2 separate regions of the Sus scrofa genome follow, and region 2 is linked to region 1. A link is a contact called in public Hi-C data. All regions are on one chromosome and are shown on one strand. The core of a region is the stretch at or near the end of the contact, and the rest is flanking DNA. Distances in the headings are between cores, read along the strand shown. Region 1 overlaps TTLL5 (tubulin polyglutamylase TTLL5). Region 2 has its middle 67 kb from the start of GPATCH2L.

What was found. A called contact is a pair of places that touch in the nucleus more often than the background predicts.
Region 2: a contact with region 1 is called in a Hi-C map of fetal skeletal muscle, with 2.8 times the contacts expected there. The contact joins two enhancer-like sites. A contact is called at or near these places in 2 of 47 Hi-C or Micro-C datasets (embryonic fibroblasts and fetal skeletal muscle) and 1 of 2 datasets of contacts at active chromatin or transcription factors (skeletal muscle).

The regions. Positions count from the first base shown.
Region 1 is chr7:98,853,550-98,858,058 of Sscrofa11.1, forward strand. The region is part of intron 7 of TTLL5 (tubulin polyglutamylase TTLL5); the gene reads left to right. Among named protein-coding and RNA genes, the nearest start is that of TTLL5, 33 kb to the left of the region's middle. Within about 2 kb of position 2,137, at least 23 of the 83 cell types and tissues checked have an H3K27ac peak or open chromatin away from gene starts, as enhancers often do. A contact at or near this core is called in fetal skeletal muscle, where this site is marked.
Region 2 is chr7:99,256,757-99,261,265 of Sscrofa11.1, forward strand. No RefSeq gene overlaps it. Among named protein-coding and RNA genes, the nearest start is that of GPATCH2L, 67 kb to the right of the region's middle. Within about 2 kb of position 2,250, at least 28 of the 83 cell types and tissues checked have an H3K27ac peak or open chromatin away from gene starts, as enhancers often do. A contact at or near this core is called in fetal skeletal muscle, where this site is marked.

The DNA of each region.
Region 1 (4,509 bases), core at 887-3,386:
CCTGGATTCAGTCAGCCCTTTGAACCTGGGAACTAGTGGTTTTTGTTTTGTTCTTTATTTCCTTTTATGGCCCTGCCTGTGGCATGTGGAAGTTCCCAGGCTAGGGAATCAGAGCTGTAGTTGCTGGCCTACACCACAGCCACAGCATCACCAGATCTGAGACCCATTTATGACCTGCACTGTAGTTGCGGCAGCACCGGATCATTAAGCTGCTGAGTGAGGCCAGGGATCAAACCCACATCCTCACAGAGACAACATCAAGTCCTTAACCTGCTGAGCCAAATGGGAACTGTGAAACTGGTGTTTTGTTTTCTCAGTTCAGGGAAAATCATTCATTTTTTTTTCTTTGCTTCTGGAACTCCTTTTTGAGACATTCTAGGTCTTTATGAAAACTTTTCTCTCATGTTCAATTTCCATCTTTCCCCATCTGTATCTTCTTGACCCCCACTTTGAGCTCTATTGATTTTATCATTCATTCCACCATAATTTACAGAGACTCTCATTTTCCGATTTGCCTTTTTTTTTTTAGGGGGGATAGCAGCTAGTTTGCTAGCTGGTCTTTCTGAGGGTAGGAATTGCAAGTTTTTTAAAGTTCTCTTCTTTTGTGTGAATTTTCTTGGGATTGTCTTTTTTTCCTGCTGTTGAGTTTTCTCGGTTTCACTGACTTTCGGTGTGAGTCACACTTATGAACAAAAGGCTAGACTGATGGAAGTTGCCAGCTGGCCCGGGTTTCCCATACTGTTGTGTAGGACTGATGCCCTGATTACTTCTCCCTGGATCAGAACTGACTGGGCTTTGTGCAAGGGTGGAGCGTGTTGTTGATGGTCAGGCCCCACCTCAGGTGGACGTGGGCAAGGAGCATGGCCCCCGCCCCTTTGCCCAAACAAGGCAGGCCTTACTGTGCTATTGGCGAGTGCCCTTTGGGGCAGAGCTGCCTCTCCTCTCCCGCTTTGTATCTGCTGAAGGGATACAGTGGCCTCAAGTTCCGCTCCTCTCTCCCCTCCCTGCGCCCACACAGGATGTCCTCCCAAGGGTCAGGGCAGGTTTTATCCTGAGGGCAGAGCTTTGGTTGTTGGAGAAGGTGCACTGGCCGCACTGTTTTAAGTGCTGGTTGTTAATTAATTATCCGATTCCTGTCCCTCAGCTCACTCCCGCCCCTCAGGTTTGTTCACTGCCAGCTTGGAATTTCTCAGAGTCACCCTCTGAGGGAAAGTCCCTCTCACCTCTGAGGTTTGGGGCCGGGACTTCCTCCGCTCTGTTTTCTCAACCTGTTCCCATCTCTTTCTGTCTTTGAGGATTTCCTTAAGCCTTTGGGCTTTTGTTGGCTCCTGACTGTTTTCTAGCATTGTTATCATTTCATTCTTTTAAAAATATCTTCTCTGTCCTTCCAGCGGGACCCAGGAAGGGAACAGGGGGAGGTGGATATGTCATGTGGGTGGTCGGAACGCCGTCTTAAATGCCCCAATTCTCTTTCTTTTCACACGGTCTGAGCTGTTTCCTATGTGTGCAGAAACTGACTTTCTGAGGGGTCTTTCACAGTGGAAAATCCTTAAATTCAGTCTGGACTAAAAACTGTGCAGTAAACACCGATGGCCAGACCTTTCCTGCTGAAGAAATATAGGATCTGCTTCTGGTACAGTAACTGTTGTAGCCCCAGGCCCTGTTACCTGGCCCTGGGTCACCCTGGAGGCCTTCACTCTGGGTCTCTTGTGACAGAAGGCCCTGGTCATGTGCCTTGGGTCTCTCTTTTCTTGTCTCTGCTCTGACCTTGGCGTGAAGTCTCCCTTCCAGCAGCTTTTCCTTTAGCTCCATGCCAGGAGCTCCAGTGTTGTTTGAGTCTCATAGACGGCATTCGTTTGGGTTTGGGTTTTCGCTGCCAAGTGGAATTGCTGTTGAAAGTCAACTGTGGTACAAGCTTGCTTTTTATTTTCTTAGACATGAGTCAAAAAGAATAGGATCTATTCCCAGCTCATGTGGGACTTTTTTCTCTCAGAATGCTCTTTTGCCCTGGTGATTTGTTATTTTAAAACCAACATCATAAAGAATAGAGAAGTTAGACCTCCCTTGGTGGGGCTGAGAACCCTGTGCCCTAACTCTTCCCTGGATGCCGCATCTCATAAAGGGGGTGACACGTCTTTAGAGAATGTGTTTGGCAGGCTCTGCTGCTCCCTCCCATCTCTCCCCGGCTGCCTCCCTGGAGACCCCCTGCATAGATCAAAGTACTTGGCAGGACCCTTTGCCTGCCCCCTCCCCCTCAGCGAAGCTTTGGAATGAGTCTGATTCTTTGAGGTCTTTGGTGGAGGTGCCAGACAGAAGCCTGGGAAGATGCCAGTAAGCACCAGGGGAGCTGGCAACATGTGGACATAATGGGAAAATCCTCCCATTTCTCTCCGAGTCTGGAATTTTATCACCTTTTACCCAGACCTACAAACCATGGAGTTAATACGCTTCTCTCTCTCCTTACACACAAGGCCTAACCATCCCCTCTTTTCCATACCTGGATCCTTTCCCATGGAATATGTGACCCATCAGCCAACTGGATGAAGTAACTCTTTCCAAGGCTGCTGCCTGCTTTCCTTTTAGATTCAGGAGGAGGGAGAGGGAGTGCTCAGATGGAGGGTCTCTGAGCTGAACGCATGTGCATGCATGAGGGAGGTGGGGGTGGGGGCAGAGATAGGTGTGGGGGCCAAATAAAAACATCTTTTCCCTGTCTTTCCCCTGTAGAGGAACGAGAGGGCCTCTTATTAAAAATTCCCCGTAATAGTCATAACCTTTTGGAAAATAGCCGCAAATACCATTACAGGGATAAGATGAAGGACAGAAAAAGCATTGTTTTTATGTAATACTGAGGAGAGAAGTGTGAGCTCCTACCGATGAAAGCATCACGGCTGATTGGCAAACGTGGTCTCTTAGTGATGTGCTCTTTAACTGTGGAAATACCGCAGGGGGAACAGAGCTAGGTTTGCTCTAACTCCTTCAGTAACCGTGACTAAATGCCATATTTTCCCAATTTAGAATATTCAAATCAAGGAGGGAAAAGATCTGATGTTTTCTGATTAAGGTATGAATTTGATTATGGGGGTCAAATTTAGTCATCCTTGTCTCACACATTATCCATGGTTGATACAATACTAGTATTTTCTCTGAGATTTTGAAGAGAGTATTTGGGTCACTCTATTCACGCCTGTATTTGCAAATATGTTTCTGTACAGCTCTCTTTTTTCTGTTTGTTTGTATGTTATCTTAGGTGCTCTCCCGTTTTTCTCACTGTTCAACAAATATTTAGGGAGTCCCTGCTGTGTGCCAGGTGCTGCTACTACTCTTTAAAACTTTTTGAGGAGTAGAGATCACCTCCTAACTCCTTTTTTTTTGGCTGTGGCATGTGAAAGTTCCCAGGCCAAGGATCGAACTTACCCCACAGCATTGACAATGCTAGATCCGTAACCACTAGGCCACCAGGAAACTCTGATCATCTCCTAATTCTTAGGTATCTTCATTATAACTCAGTGCACTGCTCTGAGCAGAGTGGCATGTGGCATTTCGTGGTGAATGCTGTTAAGTAGTGAAACTTAGTGAACAGTACCACATAGATACTATTGAGTTTGCAATAATAATAATAACTGATATTTCTTGAGCATTTACTATGTACCTTCCAAATATAATCTCATTCAGTCTTTATGGGAACTCTAAGAGCTAGTTATAATTCTTTCCTTAGTAAGAAAGGTCTAGCTGATTCCAGAGTGTGTGTGTGTGTGTGTGTATATATATATATACACACACACACACACACACACACACACACACACACACACACACACACACACATATATTTTTTTTTTTTGGTCTTTTTAGGATGGCACCTAAGGCATATGGAAGTTCCCAGGCTAGGGGTCAAATTGGAGCTGTAGCCACCCATCTGCATCACAGCCACAGCAATGCCAGACCCAGCCTACACCTACACCACAGCTCACAGCAATGCCAGATCCTTAATCCACTGAGCAAGGCCAGGGATTGAATCCGAGTCCTCATGGGTATTAGCCAGGTCATCCCACTGAGCCACAACGGAACTCCCCAGAGCATACATTCTTAACCACTGTCCTATTCCACCTTACAAAAACTTAACAGATACTGTGAGCTTTAATACTAAAGTCAAATTAGAAAAATGATTCCAACTTTCCCAACAATTCAGATTCTAGCTTTAGCATCCTTTGGAGGGAAATTTGAGCTTAGAATTGAGATCATTTAAAATGAGTTAATTCGGGATGGGTGAAAAGGAAACAGGCTTGAAGATCTCAAAAAGATTTCATTAGTTGCTTATCAGTTTATTACACTATACAAAAAAACTGTACCCCAACCAGCGTTTTCCTCCATGAGCTTACAGATTAATTCCTAATGCAATAGAAATGAGAGGTATAGACTGTTAAACAAATATTAAAGTTACCTAAACAATGCAAGAGATTATGTTCTGCATAGCTCAGAGAACAAATGGGCGATGATGACGAAGGGAAG
Region 2 (4,509 bases), core at 1,000-3,499, 400 kb after region 1:
TTTGCTCACATGGCCCCACGGCCCTTTCATGCCTCACCTTGAGAGTGTGCCGAGCCATGAGCTCTTCTGCTGCAGGGAGCGCAGGGCAGATGGTGGCCCCGAGTGGCCTTTGCATGGAACGCTCCCTGGAAACTTGTGGCTCTGATGAGAAGCTCGAGCGAGAAATTCACCGGGACAGGCTTGTGGCTGAACCCGAGGTCATCTCTGCCCATTGGCTCATCTTTGCTGAACTCCAGGCCACCCCCAGACAGGCTTTTGAAGCCACATACCCCAGACAGAAACCGATGCCCCCGTCCAGCCTTGCTGGACCACCATGCGCTACCCACATAAATCAAGACCTTGGTGGTGAGGCTCCTGGGAGCACTGGTGCTGGAGGCCTGAAGGAAAAGTAGTATTTGCTACTTGCTCTGCTTGGCCAAGCAGTGCTGCGCTTTTCTCCCCAGGGCCAAAGAGTCGGGGGGAGGGGGTGGCGTGGGCGGAGTGGGGAGAGAGCAACAGCAAATAACACCGATTCTGGAATCAGGCAGGCCTGGGTCCAGTCCCAGCTCTGCCACACCGTCCCCTTGAGCAAGCGCCTTTCCTCTTCTGACCCTGTTTTCTCATCTATAAAATGGGGATCCGAGCAGTACTCTGATGCCCAGTAAAAGCGGACTGCTTTTAGATGTTGGAACAGGACAGGATGGAAGAGGGAACCTGGGGAAAGTCACATTGGATATTTTATTGCAACGACAAACACCTGCGTCTCACGAGGGGCTCCCACCTCTGTTTCCCCTTCCGCGTCATCTCTCCGCCGTGGATAAAGAATGGTTTGGCATAAGGGTTTTTTGGTTTTGTTTGGATAACAACTTTATTGAAGCATAATTTGCATGCCTTAAAATTTACCCCCTGAAAGTATGCAATTCGGTGATGTTAGTAAATTTAGGGAGTTAGGCAGCCAGCGCCATAATTCTGTTTCCAGAACATTTTCATCATCCTACAAGGTTCCCTTGTGTCCAGTTACACTTAACCCCCACGCCTGTTCCCAGCCCCAGGCAACCACTGACTGATCTGCTTGCTGACTCTCAATTGGTCCTTTCTGAACATTTCATGTAGATGGACTCATATAACATGTGGTCTTTGGAACCTGGCTGCTTTCACTCAGCATCTTTTTCAGGTCTACCCATGCCGTAGCGTGGGCCAGTGGTTCGTTCTTTTTGGGTTGCTGACTATTTTTCTGTTGTGTGGACACAGGCCACATTTTAACTATTCATCAGTTGATGGACATTTGAGTTGTTTCCAGTTCCGGCCGTTATGAATAAAGTCCCTGTGGACATTTATGTCTATGTCTTTGTGCAGACAGACGTTTTCATTTCTCTAAGGTGGATTCCTAGGAGTGAAATTGCTGGGTCAGATGGTATATTTCTGTTTAACTTTTAAGAAACTGCCCAACTGTTTTCCAGGGCATCCGTTTTATTTATTTGTGTGTTTGTTTTTTCAGTGCTTTAGGGTATCTGGATTAATTCAGTAAAAATTAAGATTTTTTTTTTCCTGTCTCCTTTCTGTATATTTTTCAAAGGTCACTGTTAAATTTATCAGAGGCACCTTCTCCTGATTCCTCCCTCTTGCCTTCTTCCTGTCATTGAGCTTATCTCTGTTGAGAACACAGAGCTCAGCTGTCTGCTCTCCCCACCAGCCTGAAAGCTTCTTCAGGATAAGACTGGGTGTTGTTTGAGTTTCCAGCAAGGCTCTTGCTTATTCCAGGAGTTCAAAGTCAAATAAGACATAGTCCTGACCCCGAGGAGCTCCTAAGCTAGTAGAGAAATAGACAGGATTCCTCTGTGTTCTCAAAGCATTGATTCTGAGAAACACAGAGTCTTTCTGGATGAGTGGGGGGACCCAAAGTACAGATGAAGGGAGAGAGCGAGGGAGCTTCGTTTGCCCACAAGAAATTCAGAGCTGGGCTGGTTTGCATAGAGCAGGGATCAGCCTACTGCAGCCTGTGGACCAAGTGCAGCCAGCCACCCGTTCTTGTTTTACTGGAACATGGCCATGCTCCTGAATTTGCATATCGTCTGTGACTGCTTTGGGGCTACAGTAGCAGAACTGAGCTGTGGCAGAGACCATGTGGCATATGGTCTGCAAAGCCTGAATTTTATTTGCTCTCTGGCCCTTTACAGAAAAAGTCTGCCCGTCCATCCTTAGACAAAAGAATGAAAGTGAGAAAATCATACCCGCAGGCGCCCAAAGTCCAGCTGCTCGTTGATCCAGAAATGCAGCTGCAGGAGGAGTGACTTGAGTTCCGTGTAAAGACAGACCGGAAGGGTTGGGAGAGTCTGGCTCCTGGAAGAGAGAGACAGACCTCGCTTAAGAAAAGGAAAGAAACAAAAATCCACTCATCTGTTCTAGCAGAGTTGGGACAGAATCTCTCCGGAGATAAAAAGCTGGGAAGGTCAAGTGGGCTCCTTGACCTCAGGTCCTGCTTGAGATACGGGAGGAGAAGGGTCTCTAGGAATCAAATACCTTTGGCAGCGGGCTTAGCATAATGGTGAGAAAGCCCAGTGAAGGGGGGTTAGGAGCAGGGGAGGGGAAAAGCCCGACTTTCCCTTTGGTGAGGCAGCAATCAGAAAGTAAGGGTGTCAGAAGCAGCCGGAGGAAGAGGCTGCCCCTCTTGTGGCTGAGGCGGAGCGAATTAATTCCCGGCATATGTTCCCAGCATCTGTCACGGTGACCTGGACCAGAGGGGTCAGCGAGAGAGGGGACCATGCCAGGGCTGAGCATTAGCCCAGAATTCCCGGGCTGCCGAGGCTCTTAGCTCCCACAGAACGATGGCTGGCCAGCTCGCCCTGTAGCATCTGCTGCAGCTGCAGCAAACCACTGCCTGGGGAGAGGGAGTGCTTTCCACAAGAAAGCCCCTGCTGTGAAGGGGCTGGGCAAAGACCAGAGTGGGTCCCATCTCTTCCAGATCTCCAGCTGCAGTAGATTCGACCCGCCAGCCACACAGACCGGAGGCGACACACCACGGGATGGCACTGGGAGGGGGAGGGCCAAGGGAGCCACAGTCCTCGATGGAAAAAACACTCAGGGGTGGGGCGCCCTCCAAAGTACCAGTCCCAGAATCTCCGTGGTTACTATTTGGGCTGCTCGGTATTAAAGTGTCCCTCTGGAGTCAGAGGTCAACTCAGAGGGAGGAGGGCAGGGAGGCTAAAAATGCGGATGATGCCAGGTGCAAGTCCCTGCACTGGCACATCGCAGCTGCAGGACCTCAGGCAGGTTCCTATACTTCCTTGTGCCTCCGTTTTCTCATTTATAGAGTGAGGTAGAAAACACGTCCTGTCTTCATCAAGGTGTTATCGTGATGATTAAACCACATACTATGTCTCAAGCGTCCAGCATAAAGCAAGCACTCAAGGAAGATTAGTTCCGATCACACTGGGCGGACAGGCAGTGTTCCCCCCGATGGCCAGTCTTGGGCATTCGGCACTGACAGGACCCACAGGGGCATCTGTCCCAAGGTCATGAGCTGGAAGCTCAGAGGCTGACGTGGACCCACAGGATGTGTTTGATTTCGTTGACACATGATTTTTTTTTTAACTGTTTGGTTAATTATCAGCATTTAAAATGGAAAGGTTTCACATTAAACTCAGATTTCCAGCTTCTCTTAGGAAACTTGGAGATCTGTCCACTCTGAGGCCACAGTCCCCCGAGGGCAGGGACTGAGAGGAGCAGAGAAGCCACAGCTCCTTTGAGTCAGGGGCAGGCCAGCCCGCCCCGCCCCCCCCACTCTTCAACTTCCGCCTGGACCCTGCAGGCACTGACTTGGAGACCCCTGCCCCACCTCTTCGTTTTCCCTCTGAGGATCCTGTTCCCCCCAGGGCTCTTACCCAAGGTCATGGCTACCGAGTCCTGACTTGCAGGCCAGTGTCCTTTGTCAGTAACCAGGCCTCCCGGCCTGATGGATGACCCCAAACCACAGAAGCTCTGGAGAAGATCCAGTTTACCTCCCCTGGGGGTCTCCTCCTCTGATCAGGAATCCTAACCCTGTGCGCAGCATGGGTCTGACAAGAGTTTGCGCAGAGTCTTGGGATATTTGCAGGGCCAGTAACCGGACCCTTAGCCATTGGCCTCCGCTGGATTGTTTAAACTCTGCCCTCGAGCTGATGGCATCTGCTCAGGAGGAGGGTCCAGCTTAGCAGTCAGAAGAAAGTCGGGAGGTTTGTATAGCCGCCGCCACCCATACTTGGTCATGCTGCGAGGTGTGATGGAGCCAGGGGCAGCTGAGACTGCGGGGAACGGGCCTGGCTTTCGCCATCTGAGCCTCAGGCCTGCTGCTGAGCTGTGATGGAGCTAAAGGGAACAGGCCTGGCTTTCAGGCCTCCGGGGCAGAAGAGCACACCCCACCCACCGGCCAGCAGGGTCCCCGTGCTGAGCTGGCAAGGAGAGGAGGGGTGGTCCCGGATGCACCACTCAGCTCAGCCTTCATGAGAATTTGCACAAGGAGTTAGTCGGCCACCTCCAGCGCAGGTGCCTTCA